Regions from separate parts of the Mus musculus genome. Here region 1 is linked to region 2. A link is a contact called in public HiCAR-type data. All regions are on one chromosome and are shown on one strand. Each heading gives the region's core, a stretch centred on a gene start, on an enhancer-like site or on the middle of the called end of the contact. The rest is flanking DNA. Distances are from core to core; before and after follow the strand shown.

What was found. HiCAR-type assays count read pairs that join an accessible place to other places.
Region 1: a HiCAR-type map of astrocytes shows a contact between it and region 2, with 2.4 times the contacts expected there. The contact joins the enhancer-like site here to the promoter of Mzt2 in region 2. A contact is called at or near these places in 4 of 39 promoter capture datasets (hippocampal neurons, liver and neural stem cells), 4 of 115 datasets of contacts at active chromatin or transcription factors (astrocytes, embryonic stem cells and large pre-B cells) and 2 of 9 other capture datasets (macrophages and pancreatic islet).

The regions. Positions count from the first base shown.
Region 1 is chr16:16,250,810-16,256,474 of GRCm38.p6, reverse strand. All of the region lies in intron 6 of Pkp2 (plakophilin 2), which reads right to left. Among named protein-coding and RNA genes, the nearest start is that of Pkp2, 40 kb to the right of the region's middle. Within about 2 kb of position 2,439, at least 42 of the 459 cell types and tissues checked have an H3K27ac peak or open chromatin away from gene starts, as enhancers often do. A contact at or near this core is called in astrocytes and hippocampal neurons, where this site is marked.
Region 2 is chr16:15,861,969-15,867,768 of GRCm38.p6, reverse strand. It overlaps Mzt2 (mitotic spindle organizing protein 2), which reads left to right and starts at 4,400. Exons shown (of 3, transcript NM_029354.3): 1 at 4,400-5,021; 2 at 5,226-5,371. The coding sequence starts at 4,846. Gm41425 (a long non-coding RNA gene) reads right to left here and starts at 4,332. Exons shown (of 3, transcript XR_875934.2): 1 at 4,258-4,332.

The DNA of each region.
Region 1 (5,665 bases), core at 1,190-3,689, 390 kb before region 2:
ACATGGAAAGTACCTCAGAAGTATAAATTAAATAGACCAAAATAACCACCTTACTGCAAAGTGAAAATGAGCCTCTAAACCAGTCCTCAGTAACAAGCGAGCCATGAGGGAAGATGGTGCTCACTGAAGGCAATATGAACTTCTACTAGCCCCCCAAAAGCAGTATCTGATGCCGGTGACTGACATTAGGACCCCCCTTCTCCAATATAGCTTTTAATGGAGTCAGGGAACTGACTCAGGCCCAGGGGATCTCTGAAGTGTCTCAGACCTGGCAGTACTAAATGTGTCAGGCTCTTTGTCTGGGGCAGAGCTGTGGTTCTGATACTTCTGAGACGGTTTCCCTCTCACATTCCTGAGTCACAGTGAAGAAAGCAAAAGCCACCTCGACCCTTGCTAGAATTCAAAGGAAGACTGCTGTGTCGCTGTGAAGATTAATGGTGTCACGGCGGAATCATCATTCACACAGTAACCGAAGGCATGGGAATAGGATTTCCATAGCACAGGGAACAGCCTCACGAACTGACAAATGAGACTACATGAAATTAAAAAGTTTCTGAACAGAAAAAGAAACAGAATAAACAGACAACCCAATGAATAAGAAGAAAATGTCCATTTATACCTCAAACACGGGGTTAATAGTTAGAACATATAAAGGAGGTCGGACATTAAACCTAAGAAACAAACCAACCAATCAAAAAACAAGCCAATGATCTGAACAGTTTTCAAAAGAACAAATGCAACTGGGTTAGGGGTTGGGGATTAAGTTAGAACACTTCTCTAGCACACATGACGTCTTAGGTCCAATTTCCTGTAGACGTGAAACAAAATGAAATTAGAAAACCCCTATAAAACAAAACCAAACAAAAAACTGCTCAGTATTTCTAGCCACGAGAGAAATATAAATTGAAACTACTTTGAGATAATATTTCAGCCTTGTCAGAAAGACCATCAAGAAATCAAATGACAACAAATGCTGGAGAGAATGTGAGGAAAGAGGAACCTTAGATACTATTAGTAGGAATGGGAGCTTATGCAATCACTGGAAAGACTAAAAGAAAATTACCATACAACCCAGCTGCTCCTGGGCATACACACAAAGGGCTCTAATCCTACAATAGAGATATGTGCACTTCCACATTGTGGCTGCTGTACTTACAATAGTGAAGAAATACAACCAGCCTGATGGTCATCAAAAGATGAATGAACAATGACAATTTTAGACATATACAAAATGGATTTTGTTCAACTATAAGAAAGTAAGTTTCAGGAAAATGGATTGGGTTAGGAAACATACCAAGGGCCAGGCTTATATACTAATGTCTGCCTCTAACTGTTAAATCTGCACCTCCAAGTAGGAGGGAATGGAAAGCCAGGAAACTAAGGGAGTGAAGTGTTGAGGACTGGGCTGATCCAAGGCTTTCCCTGAGAACATGATGTACATAGAGAGAGGACATGCTGGATGTAAGTCACAGCTGCTGTAAGACCTTCTGACCCCAGCTTTTGTCTTCTCTATCGTCCTCATCCCTGGCACCCCCCCCCCCCATGATGTTGTCACTGAAGAATGACCTGCTGGTCCAGGTCAAACTACTGCCTGAACAAGGACAACCAAGTATGGTAGAAAGAGAAAGTGCAGCCATCCTCTACAGACAAACACAGCATTGCACAGTCACACCACAGGGACCACCTGAAGGCAAGAGGGCACACTGCAGGGTGGACACTTGCTTTCCTTTAGCTGCTTGCATCGTTTTCCATTTTAGTTCTCGTAATGTATTGCTAAAGTCCTGACAAAGCCAGGATAAGGCAGGTCTGGTGGCACACACCTTTAATCCTAGCACTCGAGGCAGAGGTGCAGAGGCAGGAAGATCTCCAAGTTCAAGGCTAGCCTGGTCTACAGAATGAGTTCTGGAGGCTCTCAGAAACCCTGACTCTAAAAACAAACAAACAAAATCACCAACCAACCAACCAGCCTCAAAAGTTCCTTATTTAAAAAAATAAATCTATTTTATTTAAAAAAAATCTGCCCTTGGTTTCCTAAAATGGTTCTATAAATTTAAATATATGGGGACATATAGGTAAATGTCTAAGGACAAACTTCCTCCTACAAAGGCCAGTGGATTTCCAATGGATGAGTTTGCACTGGAATTTGATTACAGATTATTTACCATAGCATAAAGTTGAATAAATTGTAATTTAACACCCTGTATAGATCTGGTCAGTCTCCTCCAAACAGAAGATAAAAGATAAAAATAAAGAACAGAAAATAGGGATAAAAAGATCTTGAAAACTTGGCATCAAGTTTAAAATTACTTTTGCTTCAGAGCATGAGAAATGGTTTTTTATTTCAAAATTGCCAAAAATGGCTCTTATCTATTTATCTGAGCCAAATACCTCTACTACAGCAGGTCCCTTACAAACAGATGGACTAAGAGAAAGAACACAGTTGAGTGTTGTAGTAGTGGCCAAACAGAGACAAGCAGTGCTGGCTCATGGCTGTGCTGGCTCCAGAAGACCTCAGTGCTGGCAAATGTGTGGTCTTTAAAGGCTGGGGCAGCCAGCTGACCAGTCTCCGCCCCTCAGAGCAAAGTGATACCCTCACAAGAGAAAGGGAGCCAAGCTGTATTCACTCAGGCAGTGGCACAGCAGAGGGGGGTGAAAGTGTCTGTTAGGGGTGGCCAGGCACTGACAACTTCATAATGATAGAAGCTCCGAAATATCCTCTTAGGTCTCCCCCACTTCCACCCCTCCTCCTCTAAAGTATTTCTGCACATCAGGTTTTGCTAGCTCAGACTTCTAAACTAATTCCTAAATTCCTCTCTTAGATGCTATCAGAGCTAATGAGCCCCAACTCATAAACAAAAGAGCTGCTGTGGCCAAATTGTCCTGTGCTGTTTAAGCCAAAGCGCTGAGTCTGGAGTACTGGATTTGGCCTCCCATTTCAGATGGAAGCGTGTTTTTTCTCAGTTTGTCCTTTAAACACCTCTCCTAGGTCACAGAGGTCCCCTGGCTCTGTGACAGGGAGGAGAACAGAACAGTCTAAGAGATAAATTAAAAAAGTAGAAGCTGAAGCTGAGCTGGCAGGTCCCTCTGTTCCCTCTCTGACAACCACCCTGTTCCTTCCCTCTGTTCTCTCTCTGACAACAACCCTCTGGGCTCAGCATCCTGGAGCTGAAAAGATGTTGATTTTATCATTTTAATGGTGTCTTAATTTTGATATGATTTTTATATAATATACAAACCTAACAAAAAAGCTAATATTTTAGACTGCTAGACCAAAAAAAAAAAAAAATCAAAACATAATTACAGTAGCTGCCATTCAATATCTGCTAAGGTAGGTTCTACTGGGTCTTCATAACTAAAGTATAATTGTCCCAAACAGGTCATGTCATCCAAGGGGAGATTGATCTATATGACTATGTTATCTCATGGTATTAAATGATAAAAATGTTATACATTTTGTTTTGTTTTGTTTTTCGAGACAGGATTTCTCTATGTAGCCTTGGCTGTCCTGGAACTCACTCTGTAGACTAGGCTAGCCTCAAACTCAGAAATCTGCCTGCCTCTGCCTCCCAAGTGCTGGGATTAAAGGCATGCACCATCACTGTCTGGCAAAAATGTTATAAAATTAAAACATAAAATGTTTTAATAAATAAGGAGATATCTATCTATCTATCTATCTATCTATCTAGAGAGATCGTTTTGTTTACAGAATAAAAAACTAAAAGGTTTCTATAAAATATAAAAGGTCTGGATAACTTATTTGGGGTACAAAGGTAATACATACAATATTAAAGTTTGTAAGGTCTAATACAAATGATAAAAAAACTAGATATATTTAAAAATATTTGGCTATTCTAGTATTACAATATCAGACTGTTGTAACTCCTGATGTTCCTCATGGGCACCTGTGCTGCTCCGTCAACTGTGTATCACCCACCATTCTCTCTGTTTGTCATTGTCTATTTGCATATGTGTTCCTCTCATTGGAATGGCCCACAAGTGTTACGTCTCAGGAGCCTGGCAGGGTTGGATGTAGTTTTCAAACATTACCAATTTATTCCCTTGACATTTTCCAGTTTCTCATCACCCACAGGTCACCCTGTCATTGGAGGGTCATTTTTTCTTTTTCTTTCCTTTTTTTTTTTTTAAGATTTATTTATTTTATGTATATGACACACCAGAAGAGGGCATTGGATCCCATTACAGATGGTTGTGAGCCACCATGTGGTTGCTGGGAATTGAACTCAGGACCTTTGGAAGAGCAGCCAGTGTTCTTAACCATTGAGCCATCTCTCCAGCCCCCTGGATGGTCACTTTTTAGTATGCAACACCAATCCAGAACCCTGATTTAAAATGAATTCACTCTTGGGTGGCATGTCCCATGGATCTAAAGAACTCTGTGCCTCTGAATGTGGTACTAGTTAACTTGTCCTGGAGGTGCTCTGTAGTAGTTTGAATGAAAATGGCTCCTATAGGTTCACAGGAAATAGCATTATTTGAAAAGATTAGGACATATGGCTTTGTTGAAGTAGATGTGGCCTTCCTGGGGGAAGTGTGCCATTTGGTCTTAGGTTTTATTAAGACATTAGGCCTTCTTGGTCTGGATGAAGACAGGTTTCTAATATCCCACCCATCTATTACATTGTCTCCAAAGAAAAGGCTCAATTGAACTTCTGGGTGTTAGCCACAATGGACCATCATAAAGACATTCTTTTTATGTTTGAAATCAATGCTTCTGTTAACCCTCCATATATATTGCTGACTGGGAGTCCCTCTATTCCAAAAGGTGTGTGCATTTCAAAATGACCTATATCAATCATTCTCTTTCTAATTATGTGGAGTCCCCCTCCACACTGACCAAGGATTTGTTGTACCAGTTACAGAGATTTAACTTCCTTTATCCTTCAGCCTTCGATCACTATTGTTGACTGAGGGGGCATAGTTCTTTGTCTAAAGCCAGGAATATGCTTGGCATAAGACAGAGCTTGTACAAACCCTCCTAACCCCAGCTTTTGTCTTCTTGTTGTCTATTTTCTCTATTGTCCTCATCCCTGGCACCTCCCCCTCATGACCCAGTTACTGAAGAATGACCTGCTGGTCCAGGTCAGGGGGTTAAGTAAGGGAAGAGAGCAGAGCAAAGTAGAAGTGGGGAGGACTGGGGAAGGTATAACAAGAAATGAGAGTCAGGGAGACAGAGGGAGTGGGGAGGACTGGGGAGCAAAGACAATGAAATATGTTTTTGAAAATTCCATATGGAAACTTCATAATTATATATTAATTTATAATCAATTAAATACTATCAAACTTATAGCTACAATTTAGTGCATATGCTAAACAGGATGGTGAACAATTCATCTGTACTTTTTATAACACTTCTGAGGCTATGGCACCCTAGAATTTGCCATAATCATGACATTATTAGCATCTGAAATCAGAATGAACTGCTGTTCTTCATGTAAAGTCTCTGGCATGCTCTGGTATGCTCTTACAGACAGCACTGAAAGGAAACCTGCTAACAATACTTTGAAGCTCTGTATCTAGTGTGCAGTCAAGGAGCCTGGGGAAGTGATAAGCTGACACACAATGTTTTAAGGCAAAGGGTTTGAGGCCCTGTCACTAGTTATAAGGATGTGAGAGTGGCAGGTACAAGGGCTGGTAAAGTAAGTCA
Region 2 (5,800 bases), core at 3,151-5,650:
TAGGGGTAACACAACAATAAGTACATCTGAAAGGTACCAGCAATCATACTATTATCGATTTATCTTTTAAAAACCTAAAATACATATAATATGTTTGAAAGTACACATACATAATTTAAATGAAATTTTCTCATCTGGACTGACAATGAGCCAAAGACCACCTAACAAAGACTTCCAATAACAAGATATGAAAATCCTTTTGAGCTATTGGTCAGGGATGTCCAAGACATTCTCCAAACCTTACAAGCTATCATATTACATTAGGCCGCCCTGCAGAGGCAGGAGGACACCATGCTGAAGACACCATGCACGTCAGACACAGGGCCCAGAGGCCCTTGAGCTGGAGCTGAACTGCATGCCTCTCCCCCGAAGACTAGCTTTCATGGTACCCGCAAGCACCAAGCAAGCTTCCTGAGGAGAGACGTGACGATAGTTGTAGCCAGCTATGATGTCTGCAAACCACAATGACCAACATGCACAACAGTGCTAAGGGCAGCAGTGGCATGCATACCTTGGCAGCTCTCTAGCTGGACTTACTCAACAAGAAGGAATTTATTCTTGATACTGGAAACCTAGCTAAGTATCCAGAGCTAGTGAAGTCGTGGATGCTAACCATCACCTAACTAACCTACCATAATCCCTAACAACAATCTAAACCCTTATAACCTCAGGTAAGTGTAGTCCTTACTCCTCAGGAAGAGAACTTTCCTTGGATCAACTGGAGACTTTATGGATGAGACTTGGGGTTACAGCTTGGATTAGAGTGAGCAACAGTGTTAGGTACACCATTAAGACTAGGCTTAGCGGGCTGGAGAGATGGCTCTGCCATTAAAGGCTAGGCTCACAACCAAAAATATAAGTCTAGGCTTAGTGCTAGGCTTAGTGCTGTGATCAGGCCCCAGGTTGTTTAAGGATAAGGATCCATTTAATGTCTGGGTTTAGGTTAGTATTAGGGCTATGGTTTAGATTATTAATTGGGTTAAAATTAGGGATAGTTTTAAGGACAGAGCTATTAAGAAAATGTGTGACACTGTGAGCTTGTGTGAGACTGTGTATGTATGAGTGTGAGTGGAATAGTAGTATGTTTGCATGTCATGATGTGTTTGTGTGATCATGTTTGTGTATTTCTATATAAGTATGGTTAGGTGCATGCTCAGGAATGCATAGAAATGACAGTGTACAGAGACAAATGCATAAGTATATTCAGTACAAGTGAGTGCCAGTGAATCAGCTGCACAATAATGTAAGGGGAAATTGTGACCACATGGAATAGAGTCTCTCTGTGTGTGTCCATGTGTGAATGTGTAGGAAACAATAGGTGTGAATGTGTGACTGTGGGTGAGAGAAGAAAAGTACTTAAGATTGTGTATGCTTACATGAGTGTATATATATTGTGTGTGTTTTGTGGTGTAAAAGTGTGTAACATCATGTTCAATTTACATTTTGTTGCTGTGATAGACATCATAATCAAAAGCAACTTGGGAAGGAAGGAGTGTTTATTTCAGCTTACAGTTCAGTCCACCGACAAGGGAAGCCAAAGGAGGTATGGAAAGTAGGACTGGAAAGCAGGAACCATGGGGAAAAGCTGCTTACTGGTTTGCTTCCTCTGACTTGTTTCTTTTGGTGTGCTCAGTTACCTTTTACAGTCCATACCCATATGTGCCTAAGAAGAGCATGACCCACAGTGGGTTGGGCCCTCTTTCATTAATAGAAATTAAGAAAACACCTTACACATATGACCACAGGCCAAACTGATAGAGGCAATTCCTCAATTGAGATTTCTACTCTGTTAATGTGTAAGTTTGAGTTAAGCTGAGAAAGACTAGTCAGCGAAGAGTGTATACGTATGTTCAAAGATGTATAAAGGTATTAGGGTGTTACTATGTGTGATGGTTTGTATATCCTTGGACCAGGGAGTGGCACCATCTGAAGGTGTGGCCTTGTTGGAATAGGTATAACCTGGTTGGAATGGTTGTGTCACTGTGGGTGTGGGTATAAGATCCTCACCCTAGTTGCCTGGAAGTCAGTCTTCCACTAGCCGCCTTTGGATGAAGACATAGAACTCTCAGCTCATCCTGCGCCATGCCTGCCTGGATACTGCCATGCTCCCACCTTGATGATAATGGACTGAACCTCTGAACCTGTAAGCCAGCCTCAATTAAATGTTGTTTTTTATAAGACTTGCCTTGGTCATGGTGTCTGTTCACAGCAGTAAAACCCTGACTAATACACTATGTGTATGTAAGGGCATGTTTACTTGCTTCAAGCATTTCTGTGTGAGGTTGTGTGTTTAACACACTGTGTGTGCAGTGTGAGCATGCAGGCATGTAAGCATTCAAGTGTGAGAATATATACTTGCATGCAACATGGTTGTGAATGTATATGACACTGAGTCACATGTGAGCATCTGAGAGTATAACAGTGTGAAAGAATACGTAACAATATGGGCCTTAGTTAGGGCTTCTATTCTTTTGATAAAACACCATGACCAAAATCAACTTGGGGAGAAAAGGGCTCATATTATCTCACAAGTTGTGATCCATCATCTGTGGAAATCAGGGCCTGAACTCAAGACAGAACACAAAGGTAGGAGCTGGTGCAAAGGCCATGGAGAAATGTTGCTGGCTTATTTCCCATTGCTAGCTTAACCTGCTCTGATATACCATCCGGGACCACATGCCCAGGTGCGGTACCAGCCATAGTCACCTGGGCATTCTGGTATCAGTCATCAATTAAAAAAAAGATGCACCCCAGGCTTGCCCACAGGCCATCTGATAGGGTCATTTTCTCAATGGAGGATCTTCCCAGATGACTCTATCTTGTGTCGTGTTGGCAAAACACTAGCCAAGACAGTGTGTGTGTGTGTGTGTGTGTGTGTGTGTGTGTGTGTGAGAGAGAGAGAGAGAGAGAGAGAGAGAGAGAGATTTTGTATGAGCATGTTGTGTGTACATAAATGTTTGAATTTTTAAGTGCGTATTAGTACAAGAGCCCTTTATTAAGGTCTCTAAGTCTGTGCAATTTAGTCCTCTGGACTTTCCTAAAGTTGAGGCCATGTATGATTATGTCAGAATTATATGAAAATGGCGGAGTGACTTATGTGAGGGTCCAATGACCCTACCTTGACCTTCCTTCTATGAATGGACACTGGCCATCCATGGACCTGAGGTGATATACTCCTACAAACAGGCAGAGCTGATGGCATGCAGGTAACAGTTGTCTGGCTAGGGAGATGATGCTGTGCCTCACTTCGATTTGCCTCCAGTTTGTACTCTTGGGCATTCTGACCAATAGGAGCTGGTTCCTGGAGCCATCAATCCTACAATAAACTAATGAGGCAGGGAGGCCCTACATTTACATCATGGCCACAGTTCTGCGAAAACCTGAGATATTCTGGAATCCTGCAAACAAGCACCTGATGTTCCACCCTGGGAAGCAGGTGCCAGATTAGATGCACATACATCCTGTAATGTCTGCTCCTGGAGCCAGACTCATTCCCCACAGCCCACACTGGCTCTTCACAGTCACCAGCAGCTTACTGTCACCATGGTCCTCACTGTGACAGACGCACCATTCAACATGGAAATGGTGTTTAGTCCTTAGATCTGGACCTTGGTGACTGGCCAAAGGTTCACCAAATATGAAGACCGGAAGTGCAGAACCAGGGAAGCTGTGTTCAGTATAAGGAAGAAAGAAGGAAGGCTGAGAACTGACTAGATGCTCTAAATTCTCCCCTTCCCGGTAATGAATACGTTTTCCCCTAAGAATGAAGACTATTCACCCAATATATTTTTATATTGAAAATATTTTTTCATACTCTATAATCTGATCATGATTTCCCTCCCTTACCTCCTCCCTGAACTTTGCCACTTCCCTACCTTCTCAAGTTCTCTCTCTCTCTCTCTCCCTCCTCTCTTTTCTAGCAAATAGGCACATTTAAAAAAAATCAAGCCAGAATAAAACAAATTGAAAAAATAAAAACACCAATCAACAAACATACACATACGGATACACACACATATGCAAAAGACTAGTAATGTAAAATGGACAAAGCATCAGGAGACAAAATATCTCCAAGAGTGCCCCCGCACAAATTTTAGATGCCCCTCCTGGTCCCCTTTCACTGTGTAGGCACTTCTGGACGGCTCCCCCGGTCCACTCTTTCCCGATGGCAGTGACAATCATGGTAACCGGCCAAACATTTGCAGTTCTCAACACACCGGCCAAGCTAACGTGTTGAGTTCAAAATGACCATCCTACCTATCTTCAGAAATAGACGCCGCTATCCAGACACACAACCCGGAAATAGCGTCATCAAGCTGCGCGTCAGGCCACACCCCTGCCTACTGGGAAAAGCGGCTCAACCTCCCGGGAAAAGCGCCTGCAAAAGCAAAAGCCAATCAAGTGCAGAAGCAGTTGGCCACAAGGCGCGTGCGCAGTGACGTCCTCAGTTGCTCTTTACTCCCCAAGTTTATGTATTTCGGGGTCGGGGGACAGGAGTGCGTATCCGTTTAAAAGCAAAGCTGTTTAGGGACCGTCAACAGAACTGGTAATTACACGAGATCGTGAATACTCGTCATCCAACAGGCATTTGCTAAGTACCCGGTATATGCCAGGTACTATTCTGGGGTCTGCTACCTAAGCCAGCAGTCCAAGTCTGATCGTCAGGCAGTGATCAGCTTCCCACCACCCCACCCCATGCCTAGCACACTGCCCTGTGCACAGTAGACGTTCCGAACAAGTCAAGTAACCGACTGTGTAAAGGCCTCTTGGAACTCTCGCCTCGGTGCTGGAGCTGTTGACTTGCAGAGACTCTGTCCAACACAGATCCCTTTTCAGGCTATACGAATGGCGGCGGCGGCGGCTGCTGCTGGTGGTGCTGCACTCGCGGTTTCCACAGGATTGGAGACAGCAACGCTGCAGAAGCTGGCGCTTCGGCGGAAGAAAGTGCTGGGGGCCGAGGAGATGGAGCTGTACGAGCTAGCTCAGGCTGCTGGCGCCGCCATCGACCCCGATGTGTTCAAGTGAGAAAGCGGGGGTCGGGACTTTGAGCTCATACTCCCTACAGATAATGCCGGCTTTAGGACTCCTCATTCCTGCATCTGCTACTCTAAGATATCCGTGTCTCTTTAAGGGGTTTCAAGACGGTGACCCAGCTGGCGCGACTCCTAGAGCATGTCCGCCCTGTGGCTTTCAGTATTCGCTAAGCACTGCATTTGTTTCCCCAGGATCCTGGTGGACTTGCTGAATCTGAATGTGGCTCCCCTCGCCGTCTTCCAGATGCTGAAGTCCATGTGTGCTGGGCAGCGGCTGGCAAGCGATCCCCAGGACTCGGTGCCCATATCTCTGTCTACATCCACATCAGAGACCCGAGGTTAGAGATGGGCTGGGTACTTCTGCCTAGAGGGTGGCCGAGGTGGGGAAGGAGTAGAGAACCTCGTGCCGGCTTGTCTTAGAATTGCTCAACCTGTCTATAGGCCTCCTCCCAAGGTCTGCAGACCCATCCACCTTTCAGGGACTTTAGTTGGCTCCACCTTTCGGATTGTACTGCTGGACCAAAGACTGGTCCAAGCAAGCTAGACTTGGTCTTTCTGACTCCCTCTCACCTCTTCATCATGCCTCCATTGCACAGGTAGAGGAATAAACATGGCTTTGGTCTCCATCTACCACACAGCCTCAAGGAAGTGTTCAGAGAGCAGAGCAGACAACGCCTCCCCCTCCGAGGGCCACGTCTAGCTCCTGTTCATCTCAGGCCAGGCCCGAACACCTCTCATCTGGGGATTTTTTTGGGTTGCAGGACTGA